Regions from separate parts of the Mus musculus genome. Here all the other regions are linked to region 1. Evidence: chromatin contacts called from public HiCAR-type and promoter capture Hi-C data. All regions are on one chromosome and are shown on one strand. The core of a region is the stretch at or near the end of the contact, and the rest is flanking DNA. Distances in the headings are between cores, read along the strand shown.

Region 1 (4,860 bases), core at 1,663-4,162:
AATTAACACTCAAACAATTCCTATTTGCTTTTTATGGTAGACTACAAAACACAGGTTTTTTTTTTTTTTTTTTTTTTGGTTTTTCGAGACAGGGTTTCTCTGTATAGCCCTGGCTGTCCTGGAACTCACTTTGTAGACCAGGCTAGCCTCGAACTCAGAAATCCACCTGCCTCTGCCTCCCGAGTGCTGGGATTAAAGGCGTGCGCCCGGCAAAAGACAGTTTTTTATCTAAAACAAGGAAGACTACATGCTTTTAGAACAATCAGTTTAACTGAAACTAAAACTAATCTCGTTTCATCAATTAACTGCTAGTTTCTCCTATTTTATTTCCAGAATCAAGGATCGAGGCCAAGGTCTTACACTCACCTCTCATTTTCAACCCCACTTCTTTTCCCTTAAAGTCCAAAATATGCTGGGCAGTGGCTCATGCCTTTAAGCTTAGTACTGAGGAGGAGGGGCAAGCAAGTCTTTATGAATTCCTGGCCAGTCATAGCTACAAAGCAAGACCCTGTCTCAAAACATCAAACAAAACAAACCCCAAAATACAATTAGTAAATTCTAATTCTGTCTTATCCAAATCTCTCTCTCTCTCTCTCTTTGTAATTAATACACATAAGCATTGTTTTATAGTTAACTAGAGGTTAAATTTTAGAAACCAGAAATCAAATGAAGCTGCTATGTAAACTGAGGGAGTTCATTTATCATTTACAAAAGTATCTGGAAGCTGGGAATGGTGGCACACGCCTTTAATCCCAGCATTTAGGAGGCAGAGGCAGGTGTATTTCTGAGTTCGAGGCCAGCCTGGTCTACAGAGTGAGTTCCAGGACAGCCAGGGCTACACAGAGAAACCCTGTCTTGGAAAAAAACAAAAAAGCATCTGGCTGCTACTCTCAGGTCCCCGGTGAGGAGTCTCTATCCACACCACAGGACTTTTAAAGACACCTTAGAGAAACTTACATCCCATGCTCTTGGGTGTGCCTGTCTTTCTTTCCAAGAGAGTGGCTCTTTCCTAACCCTCATGCTTAAGCCTGAATTAAATAGCTTTATTAAACCCCAACCTTGGCCTGCAAGATGGCTAGGTAAGTGAAGTGCTTGCTAACAACCGGAGTTCAATCCCAGAACCCACATACAAGTAGGAGAGAGCTGGGTCTGCGAAGTTGTTCTCTGCAATGGAACACATATGACAGAAAAGCAGAACAGACGGGACTATCTGGAGGAAGGAAACAGATCAGCAGTAGTATGTGCCCCTCTGTGACACTAACTCTTTAAAACTGCTTCAGGGGCTGCTGAGATGACTTCAGGAGTTAGGGCACACTGCTCTTACAGACCTGAATTCAGCTCCCAGCATCCACACAGATTGCTCTCAAAACCACCTGTGACACCAGCCTCTGGGGTCTGACACTGTCTGACCTCTACAGAACTTGTTTGTACACAGTTGCACCTACCCACCACACAGACAAAGAATCTCTTACCAACAACAATATCCTGCACGGTTACCATCTATCCTGAATCCACTAACACCTGCATCTCTCACATTTTCTAGGATGGATAAGTAGCCGCAAAATAGAAAACAAAAGGAAAACTAGGCTAGGAGGCATGCACCACATCCACACTTGGGAGGCAGGAAAAAAATTGCTTTGTACAAGGAAACTTGTTTCAAACCAAGTTTCTGGACAAGTGTGAGCTGCTGAGTGATAAAATGGTGACAATGAAACTTTGCTTAGTGGCAGTCATACATTAGTAACAGTGCACCTGTACAAGGCTCTACATGCAATGCTATCTTTCACTAAGACAAATGGAGTGCTGCTGGGGGGATGCAGTGGGAGCGAGAAATGAGACCTTTGAACAAGGGGCAGGAAGCGGGGAGGGGGGAGAGTGGTCAAAGGATACAAACTTTCAGTTTTAAGTTCTGGATACTTAATGTACAGTGGAGTGACTAATAATAATGGATACTTGAAACTCTGCTGAGAGCAGACCAAGTGCTCTCCTCAAAAAAGAAAATGAAGGTACCTGAGTAAGGTCCCGAGTGAGGTCTGTGTTCATTAACTTGACAATGGTAATTATTTCACAACCTCTACACGCATCAAAATATCACGCTGTACATCTTTATATAAATTATTATTTTGTAAGTCATACCTTAACATGAGCTAGAGATGGGAGACAATATCGAGAGAATCCTGAAAAGGATGGGGATTGAGGAATATACTAGAAAAAGTAAAGATACTGAAAGCGACCCGTTCTTTAAAAATCTTTTAGGGCAAAACTGAGATTTGCTGATTGCAAAAAAATCATTACAAAAGAGTAAATTTAGACCAAATCCATACCATTCAGCAGAGAAAGGAGAAACGAGGTTCCAGAAAGCCACAGAAAGATTTTGACGGTACCACCGGGAAGGTCTGAAAATGGGTTTCGTGGCCCAGAGAGTCAAGGATGGGGGCGTTCCAACCCGGCCACCCCACCTGCAGCGGGGCCTGGGAAAAGCAAGCTCAGCACAGGGTTGGATCGCCCACCTAGGGCGAGAAAGCGGCCACGGGACCAGCGGAACCGAGAAGCGCCCGACCCCAGGGACGAAGGGCTGCAGAAGGGCGGGGCGCGCGTCGCGGAGGTCGGGAGGGCGACCCAGGGCGGCAGCGCAGCCTGGACCCCTTCTCGGGCCACGGCGGGGGAGGGACCGAGGGTCGAGACCACAGAAGACACAACTTACTCCGCGGTCTTCCTCCGAGAGGAAGTCGGGGCCGTCATCCAGGCCTTCCTGTGGGGTCGGCGGGCCCAGCACACCGAAGGGGAGGCAGGGAAAGGGGGAGACACAAAGAGAGACATTAGCGCCCAGCCCGCGCCGTCCCCGCGCCCGCCGCCCCCACCGCGCGCCCCGAGTTCGGCGCCGCCGTGAACACCCACCATCATGGCTGCTTCGAGTCCAGGGCTCGCGCAGTCGCACAAGCAAGGCCACGAACCTAGTCGGCCGCGCGGGTGGGGCGGAGGGCGGAGCCGAGCGCCAGCCCCGCCCCCCGCCCGCTCTAGGAGGGGGAGCAGTCCCTGAAGGGGAAAGGACGCAGGGTCCTTTGCTCCAGGTAAGAGGGAGGGTTGGCCCAGAGCGATAGTCGCTGCTCACTGCTGGCGAGCTCAGGCTTGGGAAGGCCCCAGGGCCACCCGGAGAACGGTCCACGTCTCTTGCCCCCGAGGGCCCCTAAAAAACTGTACCAGTACTCCCAGGAAGTCACAGTAAATATTCTTGTCTTTGTATTGAGTTACATGATGATTAATCACCATTAATACCATATTGCCTGTGGAAGTTTCAGGAGCCAAAAGCCTTCACACAATAAGCAGACAGGGGCTATAATCAAGCTTTTACTGCTGGGGAAGTAATAACTACCTCAGTTTGGGGTGCTAATGACCGAGCACTATAAAAACAGAGCCGTTCTCATTACAAGAGTATTCCTTGCCTGTATACTAAGAAACAATCGCCAGACCTGATCTAACTGTCCAGCTGAGTAGCAGGAAAGGAGCATCCACAGATGCTTCAAGAAAATAATCCCTTGGGCCAGCATGTTGGTTTAGCAGTGAGGAAAAGTACTTGCTGCTAAGCCTAGAGGCCTGAGTTCAAGCCCCAGGACTGACCCACAAGGTAGAATGGTACTGCAGATTGTCCTTTCACACACACAAAACCAATAAATAAATAAATTTTATAAAAATAATCATTTCTAACTTACCACACTTCACTTCTACAAAGGATCACTCAAGCAAAGCTGTGTCTCCACTTTTATTTATTTATTTATTTATTTATTTATTTAGAGACAGGGTTTCTCTGTATAGGCCTGGCTGTCCTGGAACTCACTCTGTAGACCAGGCTGGCTTCTGACTCAGAAATCTGCCTGCCTCTGCCTCTGCCTCCCAAGTGCTGGGATTAAAGGCGTGTGCCACCACCGCCCGGACTATTGTGTCTCCACTTAATGACATCATCACTCTCAAGGTCCAAGCCTGGTTTCGACTTGTCCTCTTCAGATCCTTCATCTCCTCATGCCTCACATCCAAACAAATACCACCGTGTCTGCAATTGACTCATTTTCTCCACCTCCCTTCCTACACATATACATGTAAATAACGATCTGCTGGTGTGAATCTTCTCTCCACCCCTGGCCTTACTAGCATCTCAGCCTTCCTGGCTCTGACAATGACACCCTAATTTCAGCCAAGAAGCAGTTACAGAGAGATTCCATTGCCCTTTATCATCAACAAAAAGTCTGAAATGACCAAAGTGCACATGCTGGCCAGCCTCCAGGCTCTCAGCATCTCAAATATCTACTACAGGGCCCATGATGGCAGCCCAGCTCCTCTTAGCTCTTCTCACCCTGCCCCTACCCTAAACGTCTCCAGCTCACAGGCTTCCCCTCCCCAGTGCATTCCGACCATGTTCTCTCTCTCTCTCTCTCTCTCTCTCTCTCTCTCTCTCTCTATGTAAGTACACTGTAGCTGTCTTCAGACACTGCAGAAGAGGGCGTCAGATCTCCTTACAGATGGTTGTGAGCCACCATGTGGTTTCTGGGATTTGAACTCAGGACCTTCGGAAGAGCGTTCGGTGCTCTTAACCACTGAGCCATCTCTCCAGCCCCCTATGTGATCTCTTGGTCCCCTCTCTCTTGTCTCTCTTTTCCTTCCCTCTTTCACTCTCCCCACCCCCCTTTCTCCTTTCATGCCCTGGTCCAGTCTGCTGCTCCTGTAAATTCTACTTTCTCTCCTTGCTCTGGATTCTTCCAATTGATTGTACCCTCTCTTGTATCTATAATAAGAACTTCCTCTCAACCATGGTCTTAGAGAGACCATTGAATTTACTTTAAGGGTTTTTTAGGGGGCTGGAGAGAT
Region 2 (4,860 bases), core at 874-3,373, 3.0 Mb before region 1:
CTATTAGCTGCATGTCCCTTTCATCTCCCTGTCCCATCTGCAGCCATTCCAGCAACGTATCAGGATCTACATCTGCCATTGTCTTTAAAATGCTCCTTTGCCTAAATTGAAAAAGGGAAACGGGTTTTTCAAACATTTGTTCAGAACTGATCAGCCTGTGTAAAGACTTTTTTCTTGTACATCTGCTTGAACCAAGTTTCTGTAAGGTCCTCAGGTCCTCAAGAGACACACACACACACACACATGCATGTGTATATGTATATACATACAGAGCTATTCTCCAATTTCCATATTGCACTGTGATATGCACACGCACACATACTTGCACACACACAAAATAAGCAAATATATATGCTTTAAAAAAAAAAACTTTCCAGCCGGGCATGGTGGCACACTCCTTTAATCCCAGCGCTAGGGAGGCAGAGGCAGGCAGATTTCTGAGTTCAAGGCCAGCCTGGTCTACAAAGCTGATTTCCAGTACAGCCAGGGCTATACAGAGAAACTCTGTCTTGAAAAAACAAAAACAAAACAACAAAAAAAAACTTTCCAAACTGCAAAGTATTACTTCAAAAAGTATGCTACATATGCAGCAGTCTACTTCCTGGGCTTAATGCAAAAACCCTCAAGGCAAAACAGTTTAACACTGGAATGAATATATGCTGATTAGGTTGCTAGTTAACTAGAAACCAGAGCTGTCTTGGTCAAACACTATGAAACAAGTTTTGGATCCCAGTACTGTTATCACCAATGTCTGTGCCAAAAGGCAAAAAACATGTACAAAAAAGTTCTTTTACCAGTCAACTTCTTCCTGCAACCTCCCCCCAAACTCCACCAAAAATCGGAGCTTCAGATACGGGTCAGATCCAGTAGTTTTAAAGACCACTTTCCAATCCAATTCTTCTTCGGATTGAATTTCCCTTCTCACGAGTTTTGAATTCTCAAACTTACTCCTAAAATATGCCCAAATACAAACAGTAATTAGATATGAAATCTACCTATGCGGAAGTAAATACTGATAAGAACTTCTGGTAATCTAGGCAAATGTTCTTAAAACTTTTTTTTTTTTGGGGGGGGGGCTTGATGCTAAAGTAAATACAACTAACAGGTTACCACCCCCCCCCAGGCAGACGGACAGACAGGCAGACATTCTTTCTCCCATAGGATGGGGCAGTTAGTTTTTATGTAAAAAATTTTTTGAGAAGTAGTCTAGGCAGGCAAGTCATTACAAAAGCTTCTAGATGCCCGACCAAAGGACAGCGTTGCGTCCCACGCAATCCACCTGCCGGTGTGGGAACCTAGAGGCGGGTCGCGGTGGGCACCCATCGGCCGCGCCCGGCGGGGCTGCCCCATCGTCCTCGGCCTGATCAAGGCCGGAGCCGCGACGCTGACAGCCAACCTGGCTAAGTTAGCTACCTGCCTCCGGGCGGAGGGCGAAGTTCTAGAGAAGCAGCAAACCTGCGAGCTCAAGAGGAAGCCGCCGAGCGGCTGGGGTGCGGGTCTCCCGGAACTCGGAGGCCCAGCGGGACGTCCCCGGTCCCCGCCGGGCGGCTGAGCCTTACCAAGGACAAGGAGCGCGTAGCCGGAGCTCCGAAGCCAACAAGCCAAGCCCCGTAAGGCCCGGAGAGGGGAACAAAGGGCCCGATACGCAGAGGCGACGGCGGAAGACCGACCTCACCGCGCTGGGGTCCAGCTCCGCGCCCGCCGCTGGACTCGGCGGCCCGGATCCTCGCGCAGGCCCAGCCTGCCGACAGCGCCTAGCGCCCCCGCCTACCCTGACCGCAGGCTCTTACCCTGGCTCGCCGTACCAAACAGCTCCGGTCCAGCTCCAAGCAGGCCGCGGGCAGAGCCTGGCCCGGCCGCGGCCCTCGAGTTCCTAGGAAACCGCAGGCCGCGCAGGTCGAGCCAGGCAGGCGGCACAGGAAAAGCCGTGTCTCGTCCCTCCCCTTCCTCCGCGGGGACCCGGTGACAAGGAAGCGAGAGGCTCCCCCGAGCGGCGGCAGCCAGCGCGGGTCCCGACCCCAGCACGCGGCTCCTCAGACCCTGCGGTTCAGAGCCAGGTCCGCGCGGGGCCGTCGGCGGCAGCGGGGAGACGCCGCGTCCATCGCCAGCCGGGCGGGGGCAGGAGAAGGGTCGGCCGAGCGCCGGGCGGGGAGGCTGGTGAAGGCCGCGCCGGCGGAGGCGGAGCGAACGCCTCCCGGCCGCCCTGCCCGCGGCCACCTGGGGCGCTGCGGAGGCCGGACCCCGCGGCACGGGGCGACGACGGGGGGCGCCGGGCTCCTTCGGCGGTCGGCTACGGCTCTCCTCAGCCCGGCCTCCCGGCGCCCGAGTCGCCGCGCTGTCAATCCGCGCGCGCCGCCAGCAGCTGCTCCGCGCACGCTCCGCCCGTCTCGCCCGGCGCGAGCCGCTCCGGAGTCCTGCGGAACGGAGGCCACCGTCTCGCAGGCGCTCGGCGTGCCCGGGTCACCCCCTCCTCCGGACTTTTAAAGCCAGCGGTTTACCAGAACGCTTCCCAGCGAGCCTGGGAACTCGGCGAGCGCTGCGCAGCCGGGCGTTATCGCCTCGGCGCAGATGGGACCAGGACGGCTGCGGGAACTCGTGCCTCCTGCCTGCCCACCGTGGAGTCCCGGGAAGCAGCCAGCATCGAGGACTTCCCACACAGTTGCCTTCGGCTCGTGGTCACTTGTACTTCCGTAGTTATTCCCGTCAAACTTTTATTTCATGGGCGTTGAAAAATCAAATACTAGCCGCTGCTAGTGGAGTCCTCACGTAACCGTGACACTAGAGAACTGGAGGCTGGAGTTCAAGGTCATCCTTGGCTACAAAATGAGGTCGAGACTTGTCTGGGCTACAGGGCGGCGACGGTGGTGATGAAGAAGGAGCAGCCAAGGGAGAGAAAAAGAGGAAGAAAAAGACTCCATACTGAACTCATCCTTTGAACAACAACAACAAAATAGCAGTAGATACCTAATTTTAGGAAAGAACTGTATGCAAAGACCGAGGCTAGTAGTTTTCAACCCTGGCGGCACATTAGAGACACCCGGAAAAGTTTTCATTAGAAGAGTTTTAGATCCACAGCAAATTGAACAGAAAGTACAGAGAATAAGTTATGGCTACCCTGTTCTGTATCATGTGTTCCTGGCCAGGTAGGGCTAAGGACAGAGAGTTCCCACTGATCTCTTTGTTTATGGTTTTGCCCTTTCCAAAATATCGTTTCTAGTTGGAATTATTCACTAACACTCTTTAAGGATCCTCTGTGAGTTTTTATAGCTTGGTAGCTCATTTATTTGGTGTTGTGTTGTGTTTTGTTTTGTTTTGTTGTACTGGATTTTTTTATTTGGTTTTGTTTTTTACTTTTTGTTTTTCTTGTTGTTTTGAAGTGGGTATGCTTATGTAACCCTGGCTGGCCTAAAGTCAATATCCTCCTGCCTCAGCTTCCTGAGTATGCTAACAAGAGGGCTTCCTTCCTGAGTATGCTAACAAGTATGCTAACACCTGGCTTGGGAGCCCATTTAATTCTTACTGCTAAATAATAGTAAGTTGTTTAGATGTAACACAATGTGTTTCTTCATATACAGATGCCTGGAATCTACCTTCACAGACTATGAACGGCTCATGCAGAAATTTCCAAAGTTCCCCAACAGGAAAAATACTTTCTAACAATGTAGCTACCACAGGACTGTGGCCAGAACAAATGAAAAACTCTTCAAACCCAAGAATAAGAAAAAACCTTGCCAGGCAGTGGTGGCGCACACCTTTAATCCCAGCACTTGGGAGGCAGAGGCAGGTGGACTTCTGAGTTGAGGCCATCCTGGACTACAGAGTGAGTTCCAGGACAGCCAGAGCTACACAGAGAAACCCTGTCTCAGAAAAGAAAAAAGAAAAGAAAAAAACCTTAATTAGAAATTGTAAAAGACTGGAGACATTTAACCAAGAAGACATCCCAGTGGCTGGCGAGAAAGCATATGAAAGATGCTTAACATTATCTGGCCTTGAGAAATTGAAGATACTCACTGGTGGTCTGTGCGTTTGGTTCCCAGTACCCATATCAGGCAGCTCACATCTGATGCCTCTGGCCTCTACAAGCACCTGCGTTTACATGCATTCACCCACACACAGGCATGCACATGTGCACATAATGTAAAAGTAATTTAAATAAATCTTTGAGGAAAAGAAATTTTAAAATAATACTCTAGAGCTATAGATAACAGCTCAGTTGGTAGGGTACTTACCTACTACACACAAAGCCTGGGTTCTCTGTCCAGGACTGGATAGAACCAGGCCCTAAAACTGGGATTGGTGGGACAGACGGACAGACTTTTAATTTCCATCACAGGCAGAAGAAGCAGTTCAAGAGCTTCCTCAGCTACATAATGAACTTCCTCAGCTACATAATGAACTGGGTTCCAGCCTAGAATACATAGAATGACCGTGTCTGAAGAAGGGAAAAGAGGGCAGAGGGAAGGAAGGGAACACTCGAGACTTCTAAACATCATTAGAAGGGCGAAAAACCAAAGCCCAATAACACCAAACGCTGGAAGGGTGTGATTCAGCCGGAGCGCTCTTGGTACCCGTGGAAAGTAATAGTGCCCCTGTGTAAGATAAAAAAAGGCTCTGGTTTTGTAAAAGCAGGCATGGGCAAAGCCAAGAACCTAGGACCCACATGAAAGCCCACAGGCAGTGACAGGTGCCTGCGGTCCCGGCGCCTCCCGCGGAGAGCTAGGAAACAGAAGAATCACCTGGAATCTTACAGGCCAGCTCTCCAGGGGCGGGGCGTGATGCAGGGCAGAAAGGAGAGAGAGAGAACCAACTCCCGAACCTTGTAGAGGTTTGTTTTCCCTTTAGAAGTTGCTTTATCTATGA
Region 3 (4,860 bases), core at 1,038-3,537, 2.8 Mb before region 1:
CATGTTTAAAGGAAAATTCTGGAGCAGAACTAACTTATGATAGACATAGTGAATGTTATATTCAAAAGAGAGGGAAGAGGCTCAACGCCCTCAACTTGATTTTCAGTATGGAGGAGGGAGGGATGGAGATTGATGCTTAAATTAAAAACAAAACAAAAAAAGCAACCAGAAACATACCTCCCCCCTTTCTTCACTCTCAAGAGACCAAAGCTGCTGAAATGATAAAACCATAAACTGGCAGAAAAGCCACGCCTCTCATAGCACTACACTGGATCTAGAACTCCAGAGAATACTCAGAAGGGATTCTAAATGTCATTAAATAGGTTATCAGGTATTTAGAATAGTTGAATTTAGACTACTCAGAAGTTAACCCCTTACTTTATCCATAAGAAAGGCTAATGAAGGTGTTAGCAACTGCCCTCTTAAAAATTAAGCTGCAAAGAATGGAGGGTGGAAAACAGAAACGCACAGGGCAAAGACAAGGAACCTTAATTTTCCCCTCAGAGAGTACATTCATTAGTTTAAATTGATGGTGTTAATTTTAGATAGTAATTAAGAAATTTTAAAGGTTCTGTGGGATTCTGGGAAGATGGTTCAGCAAGTAAGAAGGCTGGCTGAGCAAGAATGAAGGCCCGAGATCAAACCCACAAAAAAACGTGGACGGGGCAGGCACTTCTAACTGCACCGCTGTGGCGGGCAGAAAGACTGCTAGGGCTTTCTCTAGGTTTAGGGAGAAGACCCTGCTCCAAAAAAGCAGAAAGTGAGAGCAGGGCAGACAGTCCTGGGTGCAAGCACCTTCGAATACATGTGCATATTACTACCTCCCCACCCCCTCCCCCGTTATTTGGGAACTCTGTATTTTCCTGCTACTAACATCAAACGCTAATATAATTAAAGAACAAGTAAAGGTAACCTAATCAAGGATCCATAAAGAGTACCAAAGGTTAAGTCAGGAGTTTATTCTTGACCTACAGCTATCTATGTAAAGTAAGTGCATTCCACAGCACAACCAATCCGCTCTCCAATATTCTCCCGCCCCTATCTTAGTAAAACTGCCTCCTTGCTCTCTGGTGTTCGTTTTTTTTTTTTTTTTTTTTGAAAGTGAGTTAGCTGATGTGGCTCTCTCTACCTAAGCCTAGGTTGGCTGGGAACGCTCCCCTTTTCTGCCTCAACATCCTAAATACTAGAACTACAGATGTGCAACGTTAAGCCTGGCTTTATTCGTTTTTGGATGCTTATCTAAAATCTCATTCTTTGCCTCTGTGTATTAGTGCACCCCTTAAATTCCAACACTCTGAAGGCAGAGGCAGGTTTGAGACCGTCTCAAATAAATAATCAAACCTCATCCTCAGACATTGTCTCTAAGATGTTTGCGAAATAAAACCAGGCAACCTTGCATTAGGGTTAACTTAAGTTAATCTCCCAGCATTGTTTTTCAAAGTCCTGAACTGTTATAGGGCTTTTTTTTTTTTTTACTTCCTTAAACTTCTCCTTATCTCTAAGCTCTTTAGTTCCTTTAGGGTGACTAGCATTCTTATAAACCACGCACAACCCAAAAGACTACAAACCATCTAATTTGTCTGACCTGAGAGTTCAAATTCCCTTAACTTGTCAGAGGTACACGTTACGGTTACTAAGTTCCATTAGGTGCTTTACGAAGTTTCTAACGATTTGCAAACGATTTGCAATCATTTGAGATGATCTCTTTCTTGCTGGCGTGAAATAAGCAAATAAAGGAAAATAAAAAACAAACGTTTCCACCGACTCCGCAAACGCCCCTGGCGAAGGCTTTCCTTCTTAAGAAGACCTGGAAACTTCTGGCAACGTCCACTCTCTGCTGCTGGGGGCCGACCTGGAGGTGCAGGGCGGGTCCCCAGCCGCGGGGCAGGCGACCGGGTCCCCGACTTTCCCCTCCCGCGTCCCAGCCCCGCAGCTGCCGACCCCGCCTACCTGTTGGGCTGAGGAGGAAACCCGCCACGCCGCAGTCAGCCCCCGTGTCCCGTCTGTGCCTGCAGCCGGGACCCCGTCCCCCTCGGCTCCGTCCCACCGGGCCGGGTCCTCAGCCTCCGCACCGCGCCCACCCGGGACCCGCGCCACCCGGCTCCAGCCGCTCCCGCCCAGTCCCTAAGCACGCCGCCCCCAGCTTCCTCTCCGGATCTCCCGGCTTGCCTGCAGAGACGCCCTGAGCTCACACCCGTCCCGGCTGTGCCACGTTCCCGGCTCCGCGACAGCACAGCGGCACCCGGCTCCCCGCGGGCGAATGCGGAGCTGGGAGGGCGGGCGGGGCTGACAGCGCGGCGGGAGCGGCCATTGGGAGGGCCCGGCCCCTCCCGCGCCCAGGCTGGCCAGCCGCCCGCCGAGCCAGGGAGCGCACACTGTGGCAGGCGTGACTACTCCACCGCCGAGAGAGCGATGGGAGCTCCTGAGGCAGAAGTCACTTCTAGGACAGCGTGCTGTCCTCCAGTCCGGAGATTCCGGCCACAACTATTTTTGTCTATTTTTGTCGCCAGTCAGAATCTACACTTGCGGCTTAAAAGGCAGACACTTCAGGAGCCTGGAAATATTCAGGCAGGGCCGGAGCTGAAGGAGGATATGATGGAATCTTACCCGAGGAAGGGACTCTAAAGAACTTTTAACAGGAACCTAACTGTAAAAGGACTATGTGAAGATTCCACGCGGAGTCCGTGGCTCTGAGTCAGATGTGTTTTTCCACTATAATCAGGATTTTGAGTGTAACTTTTTTCCCTTGTTTTGAAACAAGCTTACAAGAAGGTTGCAATCGTAGTTCAAAAACATTATTCCCCGAACGGTTTTGAGATTTAAGTTGCTAATATTATGTCACAGTGTTCCTAAGCAGTTTACACATAGTCATAATAACTGCAATAGCGATATTCTTTATGCAATACACTCGGTTTCTTGGTTGTCTCAATCATGTTCCTTGTAAGGAAAGGCCTTCAGTTCCGAAATAAGTGTTCTTTCTAGTTGCAATGCATATCTTCAATCTGGAATACTTCCTTAGTCTTTGACATTTACAACCTTGACAACTTTGAAGACTATTGGCTCACTGTTTTTATAGAAAGGCTTTCATTCTGATTCTGTCTGATATTTATTCATGATTAGATTTAAACTAGATATCTTTGAGGACTCTCACAAGTGATTCCATGTTCATATGTGTCGGTGTTTGCTCTTCAAAAAGCTCCTTTTTCCATCTTTGTAATTAATATGTATTTTCTGAAGCTATTTTGTTTCAGGGTACCTGTGAATAACCTTGTTTAGAAATTCATAATTTATATTACTGGATATAGAATTGTTCCACTTCATTAAGTTGATTATAGTGTTCTTCCATTATTTATCTATTTACTTTTTACAACTTTTTGTGTGTGGGCCTACACATATGTGTGCCACATGCATGCAGTGCCCATGGAGGCCAGAAGAGGGCATCAGAGTTATAGGCAGTTGTGAGGTCCCTGATGTGGGTGCTAGGAACTGAACTGGGGTCCTCTGCAAGAGCAATGAGTGTCCTTTTCTTTTCTTTGTGTTGCATCCTGTACAGCTTGGTCCTAGAAACCTGACTGGGGCAAGAAGAAAGGGCAAACACAGGCACAGAAAAGTTGGGTTAAGGTGGGCCCTGCACATTTTAATGGAGTGGCATCAACTATGAAATAACCCACTGGAACCTCAGAACATGAGGCTAGTAGTCTTGATAAGAGGTATCTGTAGTGAGCTGCAGTTGCTGGGTTTTTGCACACTTTGGTCAATCATTAGTAAACCCTTGACCCAGAAGAGGGCTTTGCCACTCCCATGGGTCTGAGGCCTTGGGTCCTTGACATAGCCATGCCTTAGTCGACAATACACATTCTCTCAGGGCTTATCTCAGTTCCTTACAGTTTTGTTTTGTTATATGCACGTAGGTATGCCTGTCTTTACTTGCACCGTAGGCATGCCGTATCCTTGGAAGTCTAAAGACTGTGTTGGAGCTTTAAGAACTGCCATCAGATGTCGTTGTGGGCTGCCTGATGTGGGTGCTGGGAATTGAACCAAGGTCCTCTGCCTGAGCAGCATAGAGCTATGTCTCCATCCCTTTCATCTCTTTTGATGATCAAATTCTAAGTTTCCTCAGTCGGAGATTCATTCATTCATTCTTGGCTTCTGTGTCTTTGTGTTTCGAGTTATTTCCCAACATTCTAATACTAAACATTTAAAAAGATATAACACATTGTAAAGACTACGTGTACTCTCTACCCACCATCCAGATTCTGTGTCCTTTAGACGTATCTCCCAATTCTTGACGCACCTTTACGGTGTGGCATAATTAAGATTTCTCAGGCTCACCTTGCCCCAGGGTGAAGGCAGCTGTTACTTGGGAAGCCTTGGCTCCTTTTAATGGATTAAGTATATTTTGCAGCACTAGGTTTGTTTGCTGTAGCATTACTGCCCACGCTGGCTAAGGAATGCAGCTAGAAAATATTTATATATCCATACCCATGGCGCCTGTTGGTGTGCACGCACATGCATACAGTTAGAGGTCTTTCTCTAACTGTATAGATTCTCAATAAGAATGTAAAGCCTTGGGGGCTGGTGAGATGGCTCAGTGGGTAAGAGCACCCGACTGCTCTTCCGAAGGTCCGAAGTTCAAATCCCAGCAACCACATGGTGGCTCACAACCATCCGTAATGAGATCTGACTCCCTCTTCTGGAGGGTCTGAAGACAGCTACAGTGTACTTACATGTAATAAATAAATAAACCTTAAAAAAAAAAAAAACTGTGACAAAACATACACATCAAATTTAAAAAAAAAAAAAAAAGAATGTAAAGCCTTGGGTAGGATTCTCTCAATAGGCAAAGCACCATTATAAATA
Region 4 (4,860 bases), core at 1,196-3,695, 2.8 Mb before region 1:
AAGCAGCGTTAGTAACACAGTGGCACAGTTTGGGCTCATGCTTCTTGGGGCTGCACAGTCGGCTCAGCACTGAAGCTGCTGCTGCTCCTCCAGGGGACCTAGGTTCAATTCCCAGTGGCCACAGGGCAGCTCACAACTCTGTAACTCCCGTTCCAGGGGATCTTATGTCCATTGCTGGCCTTTGAGGGCATCAAGCATGTATGTGGTAAAAGAAAAGAAAGAACAAACCACCCACCCCATGTTCCTTGAGCTGGGCCTGCAATCCAAGGTAATCCAGAGGCTGTAGCATAAAGACTGCACACCCAATACCTTTTTGGGACACAGAAGGAATTGAAGGTCACTTGTGGTCAAGATTTTAAGATTTTTTTGTTTAAATTAAAAAACTTATTAGTTTACAAAGATGATTACAGCATCTATTTTCATTCAACATGTTTTTGTTTGGAGTTTAGTTGCTAAAAAGAGCTTAGGATACAGTGCAGTGGTGGAGCACTTTCCCATCATGCTCTAGGCCCTGGCTTCAATGCATAGCACTATAGCGCTACAGCAAAACAAAGAGGAAAAAGTAACAATAAATTATGCTTCTTGGCTGAGGTTGTAGGTCAGTGTAGAGCACTTGCTTAACATGTACAAGGTCAACCCCAAGCCCTTAAAAACAAAACAAAATCCCACCGAGACCAACGCAGTGTGGTTTTGGATATTTTGGTTCCGTTGCTCATGAGCAGTTCTTTCTTTGCTCCTTTACTTGTTCCACATCATAATGAGTTTCAGCATCCCACTCTCATGCCCCGCTCGCTGGGAGAGGGGAGAAAACACATACCCATTTTGGGGAGAAGGTCTGTGTCAGCTCCCTTGAAGAAACACACATAGATCACCAATCCTCTCCGAATCTGTGAGAAATGACCACAGGAATCTCAGGTTAGGAAGGAGTCTACAGAGACACAGCTCAGTGGGAAGCGCTCCACAGTGTCTACAAGCACTTGGGTTAAAAGCTAAGGAAATAAGGAGAGTCTTGAATTCTAAATAAATTATGAGAAACAAAATAATCCTTGCCAAGTCTTAAGCACCATGCTTATTTACAGTCAAAAGGGGTGAAGATTACAAACCATGCCTGCATTTATTTCTACTGAGCCAGCAGTTTTCAGACAGCCTCCCCCAAATTCTGCCAGGCCCACAGAAAGTTACAGGCTGATTTATTCAACATCAAATGATCCTCCTTTTCCCACATGGGGCTGTTGAATAAGCAACAGTGTTAGTAGTGTCCTCTGATGTTACTTTGTATTTTCCCCTAAGTCATTTAAACAGAGTGGTATTTCTACATGGGGTCTTGTCTTATTTTTACAAATTCCAGGAACTGTTCAGTTGCTTTTTCTGTTACCGTGGTCAATGCCTGAAGAAAACCCAATGATTGGGCTTTGAAAATTACATTTATGATAAGTTCTGTAGGAAAAGGTTGGTTGTTATCAGGAATATACACCTTCTCATTTTACATAATGACTTGAATATTTGTTTACTAGTTCCTGTAAGACAGTCTACAAGAAAATAAACAAGTGATAAATGACTTCGTTGCTACCACTGAGGGAATCGATTGTATGTTAATTTCCTTGGCTCACTTGATTCAGAAGCCACCACAAAGATTAAATGAATTAATAACTGCAAACTGCTTAAAACAGCGCTGAGCTCACAGTAAATACAACCCAGGTGTTTATCAAATGCTACATAAAAATAAATGGGAAGGCAGACACACAGTTATATTTCATGCTTTAACTTCCAAAGCTTTATACATGTTTGAGACTCAATTTAACTGTTAGCGACATTACGTTCAGCTATATCTTTCTGGTTCTAATGGTTTTCTGTGTAAATATAGCTAGCTCTGCACTCATACTTGAATTACCTGGGAAAAGATTTTTGTTTAACTATGTGCACTTGTGTGTCTGTGTACAACGGCAGGTGTCTGTCCCGCCTAGAGGAGGCCATCAGATCCGACCGAGCTGGAGTTACAGGTGGTGGTGAGCAGCCCCGCATTGCGGGATAATGGAATCTAAGGATCTACTGGCGGTGAGATTCCCTGAAAATTCTGAGAAGCGAGATGGCTCACGCTGTTACCTCAACACTTAATATACTAAGGCAGAAAGATCATCCGCAGGCTGAGAGCTGCAGAGCGAACCAGTGGGGCACAGGCCACCACCAGACGCCAAGTCCAAAGAGACAGCTAGGCAGCCCACTAAAGTGGGCAGACGGAAAGGGACAAGCTCTTCATCTCACGAAAGATGACAGGAAGACCGGCACGGTTCCGCGGATAGGGCCGGGCGTTACCTCCACCCACTGCGCCGCGGCGTCTCCATCGGCCGGGCGCACTTGCAGGCGAGCGTGCAGGCACTGCTGCAGGAGCGCACGAGCCTGGGCCACACGACCACCGTCCGCCATGGCGCGGGTCCGCACTGCGCATGCTCGGGTAGGCGCCTCCCACTGCTCGTGGCCCCACCTAAGTGGGCGGGGCCTCCGCCTGGCTCTCCGGAGTCCCGGATGTGGAATTGACCAGCTTTGGAGCTTTGAAGCTTCAGTCTCTTGGAGGGTTTTTGTTTAGAGATCTCTGTCTCTCCTTCTCTCCCTCCTTCTTTAACCTAATCTCATCCTCGAATGCCTCGTTTTTAGTTTTGTTTTTGGAGGTAGGGTCTCATAGAGTCGGGGTTGGTCGCAATAACCACATAGCTGAGGCTGACCTTGAACTGAACTCCTTCTCCCAATTGCAGGAATTACATGTGTGCCCGCCCACAGCCCCACCCCACCCCATCCTGCTCTGCTACCTGCTTCATAGCTTTTGAAGAAATATTTTTCATTTCAGAAAGCTTAGGTTTCCAGGTATTGGAAAGAATGTAAGTCAGAGTTAAATCCATTCTATATTTATTATAAAGACATAACTAGAATGAGATCAATTGATCTCAAAGCAGGCAGAGAGGGAACTTAACCTGTGGGTGGGGGACAGATGCAACTATAGAAGGGAGCACCTAAGATGTGGGACCCCGATTTAGAGCATTTCTCCCTGGAAGGTAAAGCCCCTGGGACGTTCCCCAAGCTTGTTTTCCCTGATCTCTAAAAATACAGCCAGAAAGAAGCTCTTTGTTCACTATAGCCAGCAAAAAGCCTTTTTGTTTCTATACTTTACAACCAGAGATGCCTGCCTTCCTGTGCCGAGGACACGGGAGATAAAAATTCAGAAAGAACTCACTCCTCACTCCTGCCTTGTAAATTTCACCAAGGACACCTGGAAGAGAAGAACTCTCCTCCCAACTCCTTCCAACTCCTCCCAACTCTTCTCAACTCCTCCCAACTCTTCTCAACTCCTCCCAACTCTCCTCCCAACTCCTCCCAATTCCTCAGCTAGCTGTTAAAAGCCCCCTACTGTCACTGCTCAGGGTCAAACTCCCCTGCCCTGCATGGCAGAGGGACTTTGTCCTCAGCTAACTGATAATAAAACCTCTTGCAGTTTGCATCAGGTGTGGTTTTCTCTCGGGTCACTGGGGTGCTGGCCAGCTCATCCCGGGACTTGAGTGGCGGCCCAGCTTCGGTGTCTTACAAAGACTATTGGGAAACACAGAGATTTACATTTTATTTATAACAGTAGCAAAATTACAGTGATAAAGTAGCAATGAAAATCATTTTATAGCTGGGCAGTGGTGGCACACACCTTTGATCCCAGCACTCCAGAGGCAGAGGCAGGCGGATTTCTGAGTTCGAGACCAGTCTGGTCTACAGAGTGAGTTCCAGGACAGCCAGGGATATACAGAGAAACCCTGTCTCAACCCCCTCCCCCCCCCAAAAAAAGGTCATTTTATGGTTGGGGGTTATGACAACCTGAGGAACTGGGTTGCAGCTTTAGCAAAGCTTAGAAACACTGAATTAAAAGTTAGAAATCTTTCAAAATATATCTTGCCCACAGTCTTAGGGTTTTACTGTTATGAACAGACACTGTGACCAAGGCAAGTATTATAAAGGACAACATTTGATTGGGGCTGGCTTACAGGTTCAGAGGTTTGGTCCAGTATCATCAAGATGGGAGTATGGCAGCATCTAGGCAGGCATGGTGCAGGCAGAGCTGAGAGTTCTACATCTTCATCTGAAGGCTGCTAGTGGAAGACTAACTCCCAGGCAGCTGGGATGAGGATCTTAAGCCCACACCCACAGTGACACACCTACTCCAACAAGGTCACACCTCCTAATGGTGCTACTCCCTGGGCCGAGCATACCCAAACCACCACATCCACTCAAAGCAGTGCTGACTCCTATATCAGAAATGCTACAAATCATTCCATAGTTGTGGAAGGGTGTTTATAAGCTATGTGAATGCATTTTTTGGGGGGCAACCAATTACTTTTAAAAATTATTTTAACTTTTCATTTATACACATTTTAATTCAAATGTAGTTATATCACTTTCCTTCCCCAACCCCTCCCAAGTCTCTTCCCCCAACTTCTTTTATTTTTCCTCACTTGCAATAATAAACTTTTTTCTTCGATTATTATAGTTACATTAAGCATGTAAAAATATACGAATATAACCTGTTGAGTGTGTTTTTGCTGTTTGTGTGTATATGGTCTCAGAGCTGATCTCTTTGTATTGGGTGACATTCATAGGAGAGGTTAATTTTCTTTTTGTACAGTCATTAGCTGCCTGCAGTTCTTTGTCTAGGGGTAGACTCTATTGAGATGTCCTATTGCCTTTGTTCAGGCTTCTTTTATGCAACAGCTTCTATGAGAGATTGTTTTGTAAGCAGACATCCTGGTATTCTAACTCTTCCAATTTTTCTGCTTCCTCTTCTGAGATGTTCCTTGAGTGATAGATGCAAGAGCATCTATGATATAA
Region 5 (4,860 bases), core at 1,612-4,111, 2.2 Mb before region 1:
TGAATCCTGGGAGCTTTAAACACTTCTTAATTGCATTTATTTATGTAGGATAGGTAGGATTTATGTATGTAGGATTTGGGGAATACCTGTGCCTTGTGTGAAAGTCAGAAATTGATTCTCTCCTCCCACCTTGTAGGTCTCAGAGAGAGCTCAGGTTGTCAGGCTCAGTGGCAAGTAAGCACCTTTACTTGCTGAGTCATCTCACTGGCACATGTGCATAGACTTTCATGAATAGACTCATGACACAAACCTCTCCCAGTTGTCTTCTTTTGTGTACCACACCTGTGAAACACATTCATTCTGTGCACATCAGCAACAGGCTTCTTCTTATGGCTGAATAGCATTCCATTGTATCCGTATGTCACAATCCATCTTTCCCCACATTATACAAATCTATGGATTTAAGTCTTAATTTCTCCTGTATAAATAGAAATTAGAAACTGGTGGGTCCCAATATGTTTCCCTCTGTAAGACTTCCCACTTTTTTTATTGCTGTGATAAAATACTCTGGCAAAAGTAATTTCAAGAGTCATTTATGTACACTTATAGTTCAAGGTACAGTTGATCATGGAAAGAAGTCTGGGCAACAGAAACTTGAAGTAGCTGGTCACATGACATCTACAATGAGGGGAGAGGGTGAGTGTTGGCTTGCAAGCGGTCAGTTCACATCAATATATATCACAACTAATATCAAGCTAATCCCACACAGGAACGTCAGATGTCCACCTTCCAGTGACTCCTGACTATGCCAAGGTGATAATTAGCATGAATCTTTGCACAGGAAAAGCTAAAGAGTTCTTCAAAAATGTATCAGCTCTCCTCTCTCCCTCCCTGACAGTGTCTACCCATCACCTAAGAGTGCTAGATGCTCTGCAGAGTCGCCTGATTTTGTTTATTCTTGAGTTTTGTCATTTTAGTACTGTGAGATGGTATTTAGCAGACATGAGCAATTTTCTGAGGATTAGCCTGTTGAATTTGTTTCCATTTTCAGGGGAGGCATTTATATATCTTTTTCTATTTTCCCTTTTTGTTTCATTGTGCTTTTCATTTGTTATACTTTTGCTAAATATTTGTCTAAACCTTTTGCCCATTTAGATTTATTTTCTCTTATGGGTATGAGTGTTTTGCCTGTATGTATGTCTGCCTGTGTTCCACAATGTGCCTGGTGCCTTCAGAAATTAGAAGAGGAGGTCAACTGCCTGGAACCGGGGTTTCAGATAACCATCTGTGAGCCATCAGGTGTTTGCTATGAATGAGCCTGGGTCCTCTGGAAAAGCAACCAGTGCTCTTAACTGCTGAGCCTTTTTTCCAGCCCCATCTTAATTTATTCTTGATACATTTCTGATGATGGGTTCTGATTATTCTCTTGAGATTTGTCTTGTATTACAGTTTGACTCTCTGTTGAACAGTTTGACTCTGTTTATGATAAAGACCAGTTTGACAAGTTTTTCAGAGATTCTACTTTCTGTATTCTATCTTAGAACTCTTTGTTCACCCTAAGGTTGCAAAAAATACTTTCCTATGTTTTCTTCTATAATCTCTATCTCAAGTTAATTTTTCACTTGAAAGAAAAGAAAACTAAATCTTACCCACATACTTTGGAGTCCTCAGAAGTACTGAAAATCAGTGAGATTGGTAAAGGCGCTTGCTATCCAGCCCAATGAATGAGGGTTTTATCCCTAGAACCTACTTGGTGGAAGGAGAAATCTAACTCCTGGCAAATTGTCCTCTGACCACAACACACATGCAAAGGAAATAAATAAACAATGCAATAAAAATATTAAAAGAAGTACTAAAACCCATTTAACCTCATGGGGATGTTGAGATAAAAATCATTAAATTAATGCTTGTTTACTGACCTAAACCTGAAGTTGGCTTGATTAAGCATTCATTCAGACATCTGAATGTTAGTTTATGGAAACAAAGGGAGGGGGAGGGGGAGAGGTGAGGTGAGAGGGAGGGACTGTGAGGAGAGGGAGGGAGGGAGGGTCTCAGAGGAGAGGAGAAAGGGGAAGTTGCAATCTAGATGGAAAGTAAATAAATACAAAATTATCATAAAAGGCAGGCTAATAGAAAGTTACACCAAAGCATTTTTAAAAAGCATCTAATTGGAAATTTTAATTCAATAGACCTGTCATTTTCACTCCTGTTTTTCCTGGGGGAAGAACAGTGTTTTATTACTTTTCAAAAGTTGTTAGAAAACAACCAACTTTCTTTTTTTTTTTTTTTGAGACAGGGTTTCTTTGAATAGCCCTGGTTGTCTTGGAACCCACTCTGTAGACCAGTCTGGCCTCGAACTCAGAAATTCGCCTGCCTCTGCCTCCCGAATGCTGGTATTAAAGGTGTGCGCCACCACCGCCCGGCTCTGCGTGACTTCATAACCCTTCTTTTTCTGCATATCAGAAAACCGGTGCCAATTAAACAAGTTTTAAAATTATTTTCTCATGCCAAGTTGGAGGAAAGATGGGAGGACGAGGAGAAGGGAAAAAAAAAAAAAAGAAACTCTAGTTAAATTAAGTAGTAACTTGCCTTGTCCTTCGGTAGTTCGTTTGTTAATGAATTGAGACAGTTTGTATAGGTGTTGTACAGGACTATCTTCTGAAACAAACAAAATCTATCTTACCACATTCTGTAATGTCTACTGGCAAAAGATCATCTCAGCTGGGCTTGTTGACCCACACCTGCTCATAAAGGGGCAGGGAGGTCAGGCGACCCTTACCTGAGTATCCACCCTACCTACTGTAGTACGCAATTTTATCCATAACTAGAAGTGGCCTCGCTGAGGGGAGGGGTAGAGTCTGTAACCTAGGAAGACTAAGGGAGTGGGGTGGCTGGGTGGAGAAGTCTTCATCCCGACTGGGTAAAGGCTTTCTAGGCGTAACTTGGGGGGATGAACACCCTGGCTCTGTGAGCAACTCCTCCTTTACGTCATAGAAGGAAGCTCAACTCACCATTCCCTCCGCAGAGTGTCCTTTGGAGGACTCTTCTGTTTGCTGCTGGAACAAGGATAGGCCTTGTCTGTCTGCTCAAGAGAAGGAATTTTAGCTGACTAGCCTAGGCTGGGCTTGTATTCACTATGTAGGGAAATCTGCCCTTGAACTTCTAGTTCTTCTCTGTTTCCCACCCAAGTACTGGGATTACAGGCAGGTGCCACACCACAGCCGACTAATGGTGATAATTATAAGCACACAGGAAAACCTTTGCCCAGACTTCATTCTGAGAAATACTGAAACCACACCAAACTAGCAGTTTCTGACCTTTGTCCCTCATTTTACAGCCCACAAAGCTATGACTTGAACAGCTAAGACTTCGCTGTTATTTAAAATTACAACAAATATTTCCTCCAAGTAGGTATGTTTTACACATTTGTATCATAACAGGGCTAACATGTCATTTAATATACAGGAAAAGGAACGGAAGTACAAGAGTGACTCTGCTATTATTCTACTCCAAAGTGAGCAGTGTAAATCCTTAAATTTCCCTCTCAGGCCAAGTAGGTGGGCTTCCGCCCTTGCATCTGTGTTCCGGATGTTTGGTTACCAGGCAACGTCTAGCGCCTGCCAGACACCTGTGAAGGGGTGCGGCCCCTGGTCCCCGAGCCTCGGTCCTGGACCTAATCGGCGCCTGCGCAAAATGTGCACAGGCAGGCGTTACCTGCGACCGGCCACCCGCAGAGAGTGGACGGGCGTGGCCGCCCAGTCAAACTCGCGGGTCCAGGCCGGGCAGCGCCTGCTGGGAACAGACTGTACCCCAGGCTCTAGAGGACCTCCCCAAGCTTTTGCTGCGTTCCTAGAGTATGGTGCCCATAGTTCTGGGACCGAGTAGGCTATGCTGGGGAGGGGTCACCTGGCGGGTTGGGCATACTTCAACAGGCATTGGACTAGTGGAACATAGGTAACAAGTGTCCTGTTTTAGTGTGTGGGGGGAGTAGGTGATCGAGTCAGGGCCCTGGTCACTTAGCTGCCACACATTTCTCAAGCTCCCACACAGACGTAGGAGAACAGCGAGCCTCCCAGCGTGCCGGATAGCGGACTGCTTAGAGAACTCACTCCCCTCCCCAGGCCTCTAGAGGAAGGCTCTTACCCAACATGCACCAGGAGCTAATTTGCATAACCCCAAGGTAAACCACACGGACCCACGCCGCCAGCGTGATCCCCACTAAGCAGCAGGGGTTCATGAGCATAGCTACACAGTTTCACTGAAAAAACTTTTTCTTTGTTCCCGGGTTTACTGGGAGGCTAGGAGAAAAACGCGGGTCAAAGTCACCCTAACTTAAAAAGTCAGGAATTCTTCGTCCTTATATAGTCCACGGCTAGACACTACGATCGTGCTCGCTTCGGCAGCACATATACTAAAATTGGAACGATACAGAGAAGATTAGCATGGCCCCTGCGCAAGGATGACACGCAAATTCGTGAAGCGTTCCATATTTTGGCTCTGCTTACTATGAACAGGTCATTGGACCAAATTCCAAACAATAACTTTTGACTTCTCCCTCACAGCGTCTCCAAGTCAACCCAGCGCGTCATTCTTAAATCCTATCCTAGCTTTTTACTACTGTATCTGGCCCCTAGTGCTTGTTTTCATCAACTAAAATCTGCTGTTATTAAATTTGGGGAATGCATCATTGGCCAGTGTTTCTTCCAGGCTACATGCAGAGGGGCGCCTAGTGAGACAGATCCTAATGGCAGGCTGTTTTTTAGCTGTTACACACACTCGGGTCTACAAGCCGGAAGAGAATGAACTAGCGACGCTCCTGCTGTTTCCCTATTAGGGCTCATCAATTCATCAATGTAAATTAAAAAAAAAAAAGATTAATAAAGAAATTCATAAACTAAAAAGTCTTCTAAGAGAAAAATG

The links. Promoter capture Hi-C pulls out the DNA fragments that hold promoters and counts their contacts. HiCAR-type assays count read pairs that join an accessible place to other places. Capture Hi-C pulls out chosen DNA fragments and counts their contacts.
Region 2: a contact with region 1 is called in a promoter capture Hi-C map of pre-B cells, with 6 times the contacts expected there. The contact joins the promoter of Hectd1 here to the promoter of Snx6 in region 1. A contact is called at or near these places in 5 of 39 promoter capture datasets (the C10 cell line, hippocampal neurons, liver and 1 more) and 1 of 115 datasets of contacts at active chromatin or transcription factors (stem cell-derived neural progenitor cells).
Region 3: a contact with region 1 is called in a promoter capture Hi-C map of adipose tissue, with 4 times the contacts expected there. The contact joins the promoter of Heatr5a here to the promoter of Snx6 in region 1. A contact is called at or near these places in 2 of 39 promoter capture datasets (cranial neural crest and liver), 1 of 115 datasets of contacts at active chromatin or transcription factors (embryonic forebrain) and 1 of 9 other capture datasets (adipose tissue).
Region 4: a promoter capture Hi-C map of pre-B cells shows a contact between it and region 1, with 3 times the contacts expected there. The contact joins the promoter of Dtd2 here to the promoter of Snx6 in region 1. A contact is called at or near these places in 5 of 39 promoter capture datasets (the 3T3-L1 cell line, embryonic stem cells, hippocampal neurons and 2 more), 1 of 115 datasets of contacts at active chromatin or transcription factors (astrocytes) and 1 of 9 other capture datasets (adipose tissue).
Region 5: a contact with region 1 is called in a HiCAR-type map of astrocytes, with 5 times the contacts expected there. The contact joins the promoter of 1700031P21Rik here to the promoter of Snx6 in region 1. A contact is called at or near these places in 1 of 39 promoter capture datasets (cranial neural crest), 1 of 115 datasets of contacts at active chromatin or transcription factors (astrocytes) and 1 of 9 other capture datasets (liver).

The regions. Positions count from the first base shown.
Region 1 is chr12:54,792,750-54,797,609 of GRCm38.p6, forward strand. It overlaps Snx6 (sorting nexin 6), which reads right to left and starts at 2,913. Exons shown (of 14, transcript NM_026998.3): 1 at 2,899-2,913; 2 at 2,705-2,752. The coding sequence starts at 2,904.
Region 2 is chr12:51,827,413-51,832,272 of GRCm38.p6, forward strand. Hectd1 (HECT domain E3 ubiquitin protein ligase 1) reads right to left here and starts at 2,124. Exons shown (of 43, transcript NM_144788.2): 1 at 1,791-2,124; 2 at 1-101. The coding sequence starts at 79. It overlaps Gm5785, which reads left to right and starts at 773. Exons shown (of 4, transcript XM_011244243.2): 1 at 773-856; 2 at 1,443-1,817; 3 at 1,878-3,143; 4 at 3,576-4,860. The coding sequence starts at 773. The coding sequence ends at 2,729.
Region 3 is chr12:51,969,034-51,973,893 of GRCm38.p6, forward strand. Heatr5a (HEAT repeat containing 5A) reads right to left here and starts at 2,288. Exons shown (of 36, transcript NM_177171.4): 1 at 2,170-2,288.
Region 4 is chr12:52,004,062-52,008,921 of GRCm38.p6, forward strand. Dtd2 (D-tyrosyl-tRNA deacylase 2) reads right to left here and starts at 2,446. Exons shown (of 3, transcript NM_029545.3): 1 at 2,314-2,446; 2 at 818-887. The coding sequence starts at 2,424.
Region 5 is chr12:52,599,461-52,604,320 of GRCm38.p6, forward strand. 1700031P21Rik (RIKEN cDNA 1700031P21 gene) reads right to left here and starts at 2,862. Exons shown (of 3, transcript NR_045910.1): 1 at 2,720-2,862; 2 at 2,530-2,595; 3 at 524-618. Gm35239 (a long non-coding RNA gene) reads left to right here and starts at 3,493. Exons shown (of 7, transcript XR_001780617.2): 1 at 3,493-4,860. It overlaps LOC115488100 (a small nuclear RNA gene), which reads left to right and starts at 4,328; the gene lies at 4,328-4,434.